Regions from separate parts of the Mus musculus genome. Here regions 2 and 3 are each linked to region 1. A link is a contact called in public HiCAR-type data. All regions are on one chromosome and are shown on one strand. The core of a region is the stretch at or near the end of the contact, and the rest is flanking DNA. Distances in the headings are between cores, read along the strand shown.

What was found. HiCAR-type assays count read pairs that join an accessible place to other places.
Region 2: a HiCAR-type map of astrocytes shows a contact between it and region 1, with 12 times the contacts expected there. The contact joins the promoter of Pag1 here to the promoter of Pkia in region 1.
Region 3: a HiCAR-type map of astrocytes shows a contact between it and region 1, with 7 times the contacts expected there. The contact joins the promoter of 1110015O18Rik here to the promoter of Pkia in region 1. A contact is called at or near these places in 2 of 115 datasets of contacts at active chromatin or transcription factors (astrocytes and embryonic forebrain).

The regions. Positions count from the first base shown.
Region 1 is chr3:7,364,112-7,368,254 of GRCm38.p6, forward strand. It overlaps Pkia (protein kinase inhibitor, alpha), which reads left to right and starts at 2,493. Exons shown (of 3, transcript NM_008862.3): 1 at 2,493-2,641.
Region 2 is chr3:9,831,366-9,835,251 of GRCm38.p6, forward strand. Pag1 (phosphoprotein associated with glycosphingolipid microdomains 1) reads right to left here and starts at 2,314. Exons shown (of 9, transcript NM_001195031.1): 1 at 1,846-2,314.
Region 3 is chr3:4,797,359-4,801,685 of GRCm38.p6, forward strand. It overlaps 1110015O18Rik (RIKEN cDNA 1110015O18 gene), which reads left to right and starts at 1,350. Exons shown (of 4, transcript NR_045272.1): 1 at 1,350-1,464; 2 at 2,119-2,205; 3 at 3,273-3,399.

The DNA of each region.
Region 1 (4,143 bases), core at 1,243-3,742:
CTTGGACAGGAGTGTAGTAAAGTGCTGAAGTCACTACAAAAACTAGACAAGCGTGCATAAAGACAGCCTTTAGTTAGTGCCTGAGTCTCTTTACTACCTGTAAGAAAGCTCTTGTGTTCCTGTGTGATGCTCACGGTAGAAGATCTTGGGAGGAGGACATATGGAAATCTGTACTAATTCCTCAGTTTGCCTATTCATCAACAGTGTGCTAAACATGGCATCTATTAAAGACTGAAAAGTAACAATATGTTGATATAGCTATAAAAACACATTAAGGGATTATTTATTTCTGCTAGTGACAACATTACAGTATGTTCACTGCTTATCTTAGGGTTTCATTGCTGTGAAGAGACCCATGACCAAGGCAATTCTTACAAAGGAAGGCATTAGTTAGGGCTGGCTTCCAGCTTCAGAGGTTTAGTTTAGCATCGTCATGATGGAATCATGACAGTGTACAGGCAGATACTGTGCTGGAGAAGCAGACGTTCTACATCATCATTTGAAGGCAAGATAAGGTAACTGGATTCCACACTGACTAGAGCTAAAGGTGGCCTCTACAGTAAAACACTCCCTCCCAATAGTGCCACTCTCTACAGGCCAATCATTCAAATACAGGAGACTGTGGTGGTTGTACCTAATCCAACCACCACACTGCTGTGGTTTCTTCCCACATTTCTGTTTAAAGTGCACATTCAATGCTAATGCCAGCCACATATTAGTGAAACTAAAGATGTTACTTCTCAGCCTTATTCTGCAGTTGTGAACGAGAGGCATATACCTCTATGATGCAAGCTAAGAATCCAGCAATCTGTGATAGGAGAAAGGGCTTGATTTTATGAAAATGAGTGCAGAGATGCACTAAGCTGTCTCAAATTTCAAGTGTATACATCCTGCACTAATTAATCCTGCATTAATAATTCTCAGAATTATTAATTTTGTTTTTTGTTAACTCTGGTGGCTCTATTACTGACTCTCTTCTGGAATTGATAGAGGAGTATGAAGTTTTTTTTGTCTTTTAGTTTCTTCCTTGCCCTTATGCTGGACAGATTCCCAGGGTAATACTGGCAACCTCTAATGATGCTCACGAGGAAGGCCAAGATATGAGGAATGAGGCACATACACTGCAGAATACTAGTGATAAGGAAACTCCCTGCTTGGAAATGACTTGCTTGGAAAAGAAACCCTGGCCAAGCACCAAAAAGAGAAAATCCTAAGCTGCCTTTCGCCCTTTGTACTACCAATCACCTAACTGTTGGTTAGCCAGTACCTTGGAAGGAAGCAAAAGGAGATGTGCAAGATTTGTGGTAGCTCAAAATGACCACTCTTGTAAAAAGTTAAGTAAATATGTTCTTTTCCCAGAATTTGCCTCACTGCAAGGTGCGCTAAGAGATAGTCCTCTGATTGTTTAGAAAAACCCACTCAATGTCTCCGGTCCTTAAGTCTGTCCCCTTAATGCCGTTAAAGGTTAACTAATGATAAACTGCTAAACTGTGACTGAAAACTGCTCTTAAGAATGTATAAAAGGTGTGTGCTTTAGCTACTCGGGGTTGCTTCTATCCTGATTTCAGGATGACCCCAGCATGCTGGATCAATAAACCTCTTGTTTTTTGCATCAATCTTTGTCTCTGCGTCTCTGTGAGTGTGGGACATAACGGACCTAAGGCTTTTCGGGTCTTACAGACGCATGGAGGGAGAGCCAATTTAAGGAAGCAAGGACAAGAGGCTTGTGTGCATCCATGCTTAGTTTGTCACCAAGGGAAATTCTGAGAAATCCCTTGGGAGTTACAGGTATCTGCAGATGTGAAATCTGCCTCTTGTTTTTTCAAATATTATTGCTTTCACCCAGGCAGTCTAGCCCAAAAGCAAGGACTGTAGGGTACAAGGAGAGAGCTGGGATGCGCATCTGTCCACTAGCAAACAGAACTAAAATCCTGGAATGACCCTTCTCAGTGTCCTTGGGTGATTTCACTGCTCTCCTCCTTTCACTGGGTTGGAAGAACCCCATTCTATCACAATAGCAAGAAAATGGAAGTCCACAATCTTCAGCGTTCATAACTGTTTTTACTCTGTGTTAAAAATCAAATGACTCATGTTATGAGGGTTCTTAAAAAGGCCGGTTGCCCATTTTAATATTTTCGGAGTATATGACTGTTTATTTCAATAGACAATCATCCCTCAGATTCGGCGAAATGAACAGTACTGATAAGGAAGATGGAGAGGGTGGGAAACCTACACAGTCAGATGGAGCTATCCAAACAGCGATAGTGACAGGGGAGGGCGGAGATCAAGGACTCTCTGCAAAGAAGGTCTGTTTGCCCCTTCTGTTTTGTTGCACAATCCGGCAATGCTGCGGGTGTAAAATCGGTCAGAGAAAATCAGCCTCCACTCCGGGGAGCAGCGTCTTTCGGGTGCAGCTGGCAGACGCAATTCCTGGAACACAGAGCGGCGAGTCTCCCCCCGCGGTTCGCACCGAGTGCGCTGCTCCGGCGGGCGATGACTTCATGCAGCCAGCCTGGAGTAGCCAGCGGCCGCTGCAGCTGCAGGTGGGGCGGGGGCCTTGCGAGCCCAGAGCCCAGCACACGCGGCCAGGCGGGCAGGACTGCAGCCAGGGGCAGCCGGGACGCGTCTCTCCATCCTGAAGGTAAGCCGCTGACCCGCGCTTTCCGATCCAAGACGGCTTTCCGCCTGGTTGGGGCTAGCTTTGTAGGATCCGGGAAAGAAGAATTAACCCGCTGCATTCTACAGTGGGAAATGGAGCAAGGGAGTGAAAGGTTGATTAGCCTTGAATTGAAATGGGAAAAGAGGTGTTCGGAAGAAACAAAGGGGCTTTTCAGCCCCCAGCTCTTAAAGGCGACCAGCCATTTCCGTAGCAGGTTGGTTTAAACACTGATGACTATTAGAAATGTAAAACCGTCTGAATGTCCATTTAACCTTTGTGTCTTCTACTTTCCATCAGTCTTTCTCAGGCTTGGGAGGCGTGTGTCCTTTGAAGCAGTTAGGGCAGTAATCCGTAATCTCTCCCCTACACGTCCTCCTTGCTTCTCTGTCATCTCTGGTGTGATACCTGTGTGTTTCTTCTCTCATCTCAATGTCATGACACCTGCTTGCTTCAATACAGTTCCTTTGGGAGTCAGGGTGCAGTGAGAACTTCGCTCCCCTCCCGAGTTCTGCCTAAGGTGGGCTGCACTTGGCAACTTCTACCTTTATTTTCCATCTTCTCTGCCAATCAGCTCATTGATTTTCAGAGATGCTGTATCTCATCGTCTTTTTCCCTTCTTCAGTTCCATGACTGAGTTCATTAAGGACCCAAGAAGGGCTGTGCCTCACAGAGGGTTTCCCTTAACACACCCCTGTAGCTGTACAAAGGAATAAACGTCCCGCTTTCAGCTCCGGACAGACATGGTTTTCCCGAAGTGTTTTTCTTGCTGTCACCCTGGTTGGCTAACGAAAGGCTTGCTTGAGTGGAATAACAGAATATGTTGGGCTATGCAGACTGTTCTCTCTGCATACATGGGTACAGGAAAAGGAAACGGCAGTCTCTCCAAATATTTCTAGTTCAGCTGGGGTGTAAGAAAATTAGCTGTCAGAGTTTAGTGTAACCATTCCAAAACCAAGTAGTGTGTATGCCTCAGGTTTCCTCAGTAACCCTAAGCTGGGGCTTTCCTGTTGGCAGACAGAAAGCCAAGGTGACCCCAATCTCAGACTTTGATTATTTGAGCATGCCCAGGATTGTCTCCTTATGTACAGGCTCCTCATACCCTCACACACATGAGCTACCCCCACCCACTACCCTTTCCACCCCCAGCTCAAGCCCTTATTCTCAGCTGGGGACATAAGTTTGAGTAAGATATGAAGCAGGTAAGATGGCTGTAGTGGGTGGCTCAAATGTGTGCCTCAACTACAGAGTAGTTGCAGTAAACTGGATTGTGTGGAATCTGGGGGCCAACATTCCGTATATAAGAAGAGCTGTCATCTCCATACTTGAAGATGACAGTATGTTCGACTCAATGGCCATGCCATTTTATTCAGTGAAAAGGTAAATCGGTGAAAATCAGGAGGGCCTTTAACCTACAAATGACAAGTGTGCCTGTTTCCCTTCCCAGTGTTAGAGATTCTCTGATATCAGGCTAATTCTTGTGTGTT
Region 2 (3,886 bases), core at 1,064-3,563, 2.5 Mb after region 1:
CAAAGTCAGCCTACGATACTTGACACCAGCTCAATACCTTCTCATCAGGATTCCACTTAAGCCTCGCACAACCCAACCAGGAAGGTACTGCAATTACACCCACCTATTTTACAGATGGAGACGCCGGGCACAGAATTCCGGTATTGCTCAGATTCAAAGCCAGCAATAGTGCCAACAGCCTGGTCTCTTGAAAGCCCACACTTGGACAAAATTTCTTCTAGGGGTCAGCACTCAATGCTCCTATAAACTACAATGTGATAACTAGCTTTTCAACGTTAAAATAATCTTTCTTTTTTCTTAGAATCCTTAAAATAATAACTATGCTTAAACCAGGTGCCTATAACTAGTTAGTTCATCTTGTTATATCCACTGAAGCACTCTAACCCATACATGCCTCTTTCTAAAGGTCACCTAAATAAATCTCACATTGACTCACATCCCTGAGTTTTTATTTCAAATCCATATGCATGTATATATTTTTCTGTGTGCATATTTCTTTCCATCTATGGATACATGTGTATCACAGGGCAGCTGCAATATGAGCTGTTTGGTTAATGCAAAGCTGGTACTCTAAATATTATCTTTCTTTATAACAGTCACTGCCTATCAGTCACACAGCAGGGCTGTATGGTATTTCAAAGAATTCCTTTTACAAATTTAATCAACTCAAGTATTAAACATCAATGGCATTAATCCATTGCTCTGCTTAAAAGGAATCTCTAGGGGCAGCTGAGAATGAAAGGTTAAAGATTTCTACCCTTCAAAGTAGGCCACTGTAGCTACCTATAAATCATGCTCTTTGTTTATTAAGATAATTAAGGCCATCAGTGCACTTCACTTTCAGACTCAACAATTGTCTGGTATGAGCAAATCTCCACTTTTACTAAAACAAAAGGGGATGTGTTCTAAAGAGGGTTCTGTGCATGCTCTCTGTACAATGTATGGTATTTTAAAGCATGATTTATGTATCTAATTCCTTGAACTGCCTTGAAAAAAATACACCAAGTTCTTCCTCCCATGCTCCCTATTAGGAGAAGACAGTCTAATTTAAAGACTGCCCTGTTTCTGACTACGAACCACTATATCATGTCAACGTTTTTATTAAATACGGCTCAAGCTGGACTTGAAAAAAAAAATGGAGTGAGTAGAGGCCCAGATGCAGCCCCTGCAGATGCAAAGGTACCCAGCCAGGAGGCTTACATAAGAGATGCAGGACAACTCAGCCATCCTCGGAATCCTGTTTCTTTGAGACTTGCCCACATTCTTAAAGCATATGAATTAAAACGCATAGAGCACTTTTCTCATTTTCTATGCCTTGGAGCACAAAACACTCATTTGACACATAAGTTGTTTTTCCCTAAAGGGCTAGGCTCCAATTATGGGAGGTTGGCAACTTCTGCCTAAGGGAAGAGTGAAGTGGGATGTGCAGAAAGCCTGCAGGCCCGAGCAGCAATGTCTCAGCTTCTCATCTCTGTGCCAGTCCTCCGAGGGGATGGAGGGGATGTAGGCAGAGCTTCCTAGGATGGAGGTGGCTGACGTCCCTGACCCCACGCGGCGCAAAATCAAGGAGCTCAGAATGTGCAATTTAGCGGCGGGCCAAATGCCCTCGGAGCACCTGTCTCCCCTAGCACATTTCCAGCTGGCACATTCGGGAGAGGCAGGAGCCAGCCCTAGACTCCAGCCTTGAGTCTTCGAATGCCATGCCCCATCCTTTACAGTCCAGTACGCCTTCCTCCAGCCGCAGCCCCGCTAACGGGAGGTAAAACCTCGGCCTGGAACCACAGGAATAAAACGAACCTGTCCTTCCCACGCTGCCCGAAACTTCAGAAACTACAGTCAACTTACTGGTTCGCAGAGGTCTTCTGGGGCTCCAGAGCTCTAAAAAGCGCTGCAACTCCGCTGCTCGCAGCCGGGCTGGCCCGCGGTGGGCAGTGGTAGCGGGCGCAGGACCCTCCTGATCCTCGTCGCCTCGGTTCTGCCGTGCCGGGGGAGGTGCGCTCTCCCGGGCGCACCGGGCGGCCGCAGAGACTCGGACTGCACCGGGAACCCGAGCAAACGCCGTCGTGGCCGCCAGCCCTTGAGAGCTGTGCTCGGAGCTCCGGGTGCGTGTCTCCCTCTCTGAGGGAATGCGACACCACGGAGTCCCCGCACGAGAGGCTCCAGAGCGCTGCAGAGTCACCAGTCCGCCCCGGAGGAGCAGTCACAGCACCCGCGCGCCGGGCGGGAACCGCAGTCCGCACTGGCCGCCGCGCCGCGGAGAATGACAGCGCCGAGGCGGAGCAGCGCGCGGGACTCAGTGCGCATGTTCGCGACTGCTGCGGCACGTCACGGGGGCGGTGCCAACGGGCGGGGTTGGGCGGAGCGAGAAGGGTGGGGCGGGGTCGGGGGGGGGGTTGCTGCGAGGCTAATGTGGCTGCCAGCTGCAGGGCAAGGAGCTGGAGCTTCGCAAAATCAGGGCTGGTGACCAAAAACTCTGTGACTGAGGTTGTCTCCTTAGCCCATTGTCCCTTAAGAAGCAGTCTATGGGGAACTGCCTTAGGGTCCCAGGACAGCCTGCAAAGGTCAAGTTTAACCCAGATGGTTGCTTAACCTTCAAGGACTGCAATTTGCAGGACACCTTTCACTTTGATCTGATGCAGAGTAAGAACTTGAGGAGCTTGTAGGAGCCCTTTGTCCTGGCTGGACTCCAAAGTAAACACAGGAGACTCTGAGAGGTGGGGCCCAGGTATGTAGGTTGTAAATAGCCTTGCCCAAAGCTCCCCAAGAGAATGTGCTGGTTGTATGGTAATACAACACTTGCCTACGCACATTCAGAAGGTCTGGAGGATGGGGAATCCCTATTCCAATAGGGTCCAAGACTATTCCAGGGCTGCAAGCCTCCCACACCCTGTTCTTCCTTGCCACTTACGAGGACAGAGACCCCAGAGCAGCTACTGGCGTGTGGGTCTGCCTGAGAATCAGGTGAAAATGCTTTTAACTTGGAATTTCCAAGGCGTATCCACTATGGTTCGGGTTCACCCACTGGGCACTGGGGGAGGGAGTGGGAGGGGAGATTGTGTGGGGGAGTGGGGTGGGGTGGGGAGGACTCGAATATTGCCTGGAACAAGCTGCAGATAAATCTGACAAGGGTTTTGTTGGCCTTGAATTTTAACTTATTAAACAAGCAACCCGGAAATGGGGATAGACAGTGTGGAAACAAATAACCAGTCCAGATGTGACACTCAGGACTTCTGAGCCAAGTCCACTGAACTCTAAACCAAACAGTTATTTGTCTGACAAGTTCATTTGTTTTCTCTAATGGGGAAGAACAGGCACGAGTGATATTAAACATACACACATTCACTCAGGTAGTGTGAAGTTGGCTGGATAAAAACGGCTCATTAGGAGCAAAGGGGTGGGAATAGGGAGTTGAGTAAAGGAGAAAGGAATGTTAATACGTTGCAGAGGAGGATGTGTAGGAGATATTAAACTCAGTCTTCAGCTTGGAAAGGTACTTTGAGAATAAGGATGCAGGATCCAACTTGGCTGGATTTAGAGGACGGTGAGAGGTTCGTTGGTTTGAGAACTTATAAAGGTCTGGATTTCACCACCAGGCTGTACTAGTGACTTTTCTCATTGCTGTGACAAAATGTTTGGCAACAGCAGCGACTCAGGGAATGAAGGCTTTGGTTCGAGCCATGCTTTGAGGGTCCAGTCTACCATGGCGCAGAAGGCAGCAGCGTGAGGAAGTCGGTCACACGGCATTGACAGTCGGGATGGATGAGAGGTGTTTAGTCCTTTTTATTCCAATATCCCAGTCCATGCTATGGCACTGCCCAAGGGCAGCAAGAGCCTCCCCTCCTCAGATAAGCCTCTCTGGGAACACCTTTCCCTAAGACACACCAAG
Region 3 (4,327 bases), core at 100-2,599, 2.6 Mb before region 1:
ACTCCATGGAATGCCTGCTGTTGGACACTTGCAGAGCTCTGCCACCAAAGAACCTCTTGCACTGGAAATTGGGTACTTCTCTAGGATCTTATGTGTGCTTGCTGTTTGAAGCTGCAGAAAAGTGAATAATCAATTAAGTATTGATTTCTTGTAAGATTTGGTAAATTTCAAAGGCAAGACAAAGAGGATGGCTTAAGGAAACACTGCAGGGACTTGGCGTAAATTAGACAACTAACGGAGATGCAGAATAAAATAACACCTCAAGTGAAGATTTCCTTGGAAGAATTAGCACTAGCTATTGGAAGACAACGGTGGATTTAATCAAAATAGAAGGCATGCAAGAATTTCACCCGTGAACGAGAAAAAGGAGCTAATTATAACCACCTTTTAAATGGAGCTAATTTGACTGAATGGATGCAAATGTGCTTTACTTATGGATGAAGAAACAAGCCTTTCTGCATGATCTTGGGATCATTTTATCTGCTAAGCATTGCAGCTCCTGTGCCCTTCTACACATTTTTATTTCCAGAGAAGGTATTTATATGTAAACAAGAGCTAACCATGCAAAAGATTCATCCATCGGGACAATAGACTACGGTATATGAGCTATAATTATCACTTGCAGACTCTCAGAATCTCCTCTAACTTGGGGCTTTTGCAATCTTTGCATGCAGCATGTTATGGTAATAAATGAAAGGTGATGCACTGTTGTGATTTTTTCGATGTATATTTTATTAATTTTAGACTTTTAAATATGTCAATTCTGGATTATATGGCAATAAATCAATAATGAAAGGAAGGGAGTTGGTGTGCAGGGTGGTATTAGGCATTAACTGTCTTCTTAGAGATCAAAATTCCACCAACCCATAAGCTCTTTAATTATAAAAGAATGATAAATTTTTGACAATTGAAGGATTGGTTTTATAATGGGAAAATGTGTTATAATCAGTAAGAGAAGAATATTATATTTCCTCTGTATTTGGAATGTTCTTGACTGGTTAACTTCTCTGTTGCTGAGGAGGAGTAAATAGCGTAGAACAGGCAATGAGAAGGGTATGCAGTGACAATGCATTGTGCCTGTACATCACCACCTTTCAAGCTCGATGCCTGTTAAACATTTGTTTCCATTTCTATTTTTCTTCTTTTCATCCTTTCTGTCTTGCAATTGACATTCTCTGAGCACCCATAGGAACCAAGTTACCTTAAGCTTCAATACAAAGACCTTGTAAGAATAATGAATCCTCATTTGCATAGACATTTGTATTCAGATTTGCCAGGCTATAAACTTGGCAGATCAAGCAGAATATTAAGTAGAGGGTTCCTGGTAAACTGTTGCTCTTAAAATTGCTAAGTGCTCTCTCGCCCTGCTTTCCCTCTCCTCTGTCACTGCAGGTGAAGTCTTCTTATGAAGTGGATTTGCTCCTTCATCTTTCAGTACATGATGTCAGTCTCAAGCAATAGCAGGTATTCTAGTTAAAAGGACAATATGAACTGTGATGTAAATATTATCTTTCCTGGCCAGAGATGAGAGAAAGTTTTTAAAATAGAGAAAGTGGTGGATAATTAATACATGTGTGTGTGTGTGTGTGTATATATTCAAATATTTATATATTCATATGTATAAATTAATATTTTAATCCTGTCTGGCATGTTCAAAAGTTGGAATATGTGTTTTAAATCTCCTAAGGGACATAGCAGAACAAAGGCAGCTCTTTATTCTGTAAATGATTAAATTGTGCCATTGAGACTCATCCTTGATGGGCTGCTCATGCCATTCTTGAAATGTTTGAAATGCCTTATTACAGTAAGTCAAGTCATGGATAGACGTATGTAATTCTTTATTTTGCTTGGTTCTGAAAGAAAATGAATAGGAATGATTATGGCTACTTTTAACAAACTAGAAATATGTCCTGTAAGGTCATGTCTATATGGCAGCAATAAATGAAGTGAAAAATGTTTATTTTCATTTCCCTGTTCAGTCCACTCTGTAGTTCAAAACAAGTGCGTGATTAGGAACACATATGCAGGACTTAATTTTTCATACATTATCAAGTATTTCGGAATCTTGTGAACAGAATATAAATTGATGACCTATTAACAAACTCTCACTTCTTGAAGGCCTTTTATTTCCCAGAAGATACTCATCACTGTGGGCAAACTAATGACACATGTTAAGGAATTCAGTCTTATGGAAATCATCTAAAGGTACTTTTTCAATGGTTTTTCTCTTAAGTTCTATTTTCAAAAACATGTGCAATATAAATGATGGTATGCAGACCGGGTTTATCATACAGGGTTTCCTTTGTGTTATGTGGTGGGGAATTTCAAATTTGCTAAAATTACCCTAAGCTACTGATTTAAATAACTATTACTTGAAGTACAGATAAGGCTCACTTTTATGTAGGAAAAATAAGAAAATATGTACTAAATGATACTAGATTTTTTTTGTGAGGTCAAAAACATGCATCATCAAATATTGTGACTGAAAAACAGAACAAACACCAAAAGCTTGTAAAAATATATCTAAGAATTATTGGTACCATGTGTATTAATTAATTCATTACAATGTATAATATTCTAAAGTAAGTTTTAGTTGTCCTTCATAGGCTAACCACTTTATCATCTAGAAAGAAATAATATAAATTGTGGCTTTGGTATAAATTATAGATTTGTATTCTAAAGTCTTACTATTTACTGAAAATAAGTAATTTGATATTTTTATGAAATCATTCCCACACTGGAAAATAACACTAACATCACTAATTTACAAAAAAAAAAAATGTCATATATACTGTTTTGTGAAAAAGTAGTTTATTGTCATCAAGTTGCCTGCATAGTAATTGTGGATCTAACTAGACAATGTTTAAATGGACTTCTCCAGGGGTCTTAATGAGAGCAAGCTGTAATGATTAAGAACCATCAATATCACAACATAGTGCAAGCAAAGGCTACAGCCTATCACATCAAACAAAACATCAGCCTGTGTTTTTATTAAAATATATGGGATCTTTCGTATAGATTAGAATTTTCATTTAATATGTTATAAATGGTATATTTACTAATATAGAAGAAATTATGGACACTACTAAAAGTAAGAATACTTCCAATTCCATTCAAGAATATACACATTCATTACAAATTCAAATACCATTAGAAAAGAACACATTTATATTTACACTTTTCTTCACCACTGCCCATCAATTTGAATCTGTCTTCTATAATAAATGCTAATGATGTAGTTAATTACATCTGTGTGTGTACTTACAATGCAGGTTTAGAAATTAGCCACTGATGATCTCTATCAAGAAGAAAGACTATGCTATCCTCTCATTTGCCTTCTGAACAGCAAGAATGAAAATTCCAAAATCATAGTGGGTTTTTCAATATCCACACAGAAAAGTAAGTGTCTCTTAGGTAAAGGTCTTAATATGTATGAATTATTTTCTCATCTTTCTACATAGGAATGCAAGTGGATATATACAATAAATCAGAGGTTTTCAACCTATGGGACCTGGCCCTTTAAAACTGAATATAACTGTCAGGTTTTCCCTACCATAACGAAACAGCCTATACTCAATAAATACTAAGGTTATTTTAGACAGACATGATACTCAAGGATGTGGAGGGGATGCTAGGGCAAGCTAGGTGTTTTGTGGATAGATTAGAGTAGCAGAACCTGTATTTATTATCTTGAGAACTGGGTTTTGCTCTATATAAAATCAACAGTGTTACAGTAGTCATTGACTGCAGACTTTGAGTTACTCAAGAGGCACTCAAAAATGGTGATACTTGTGTTATAATCCTCAGAAGCTACAGGTCTTCATACCATAGCACCATAACATTCAAAGTCAGCTCAAGACTTTGACTTCTACTGCAAAGGAAATATAATAACACTTGATCAGTTAAATTTTCTTTATGTGTTTCTTCTGAAACCATAAAGGTGATTTTTAAAAGAACTCTTTCTAATTATTAAAAAAAAGAAATATATGATGATTTCCTGTCATCTCTAAGAAGGTAAAAATAGATGAGAGGCTGGTAATGTATGATAAATAAATGGATAGATAATAGCTACATAAAATATAGACATTAAATTTCAACTTAAGCATTTCTTTCACTAATTTAAAAATGTTTAAATCATTTCTGCCTAGGAAATATAAATAATTAGTAATTTCAAGTTCAATTAAAAACAGAAAATACATGACTCGATATCATATGTATGTGTGAACATGTATCAGTCTAAAATATGCTCTGTCTATATAAATGGATATTTGATATAAGTAGTGATCATAAAAGAAAGATACAGAGTGGAAAATAAAACCACCCAATT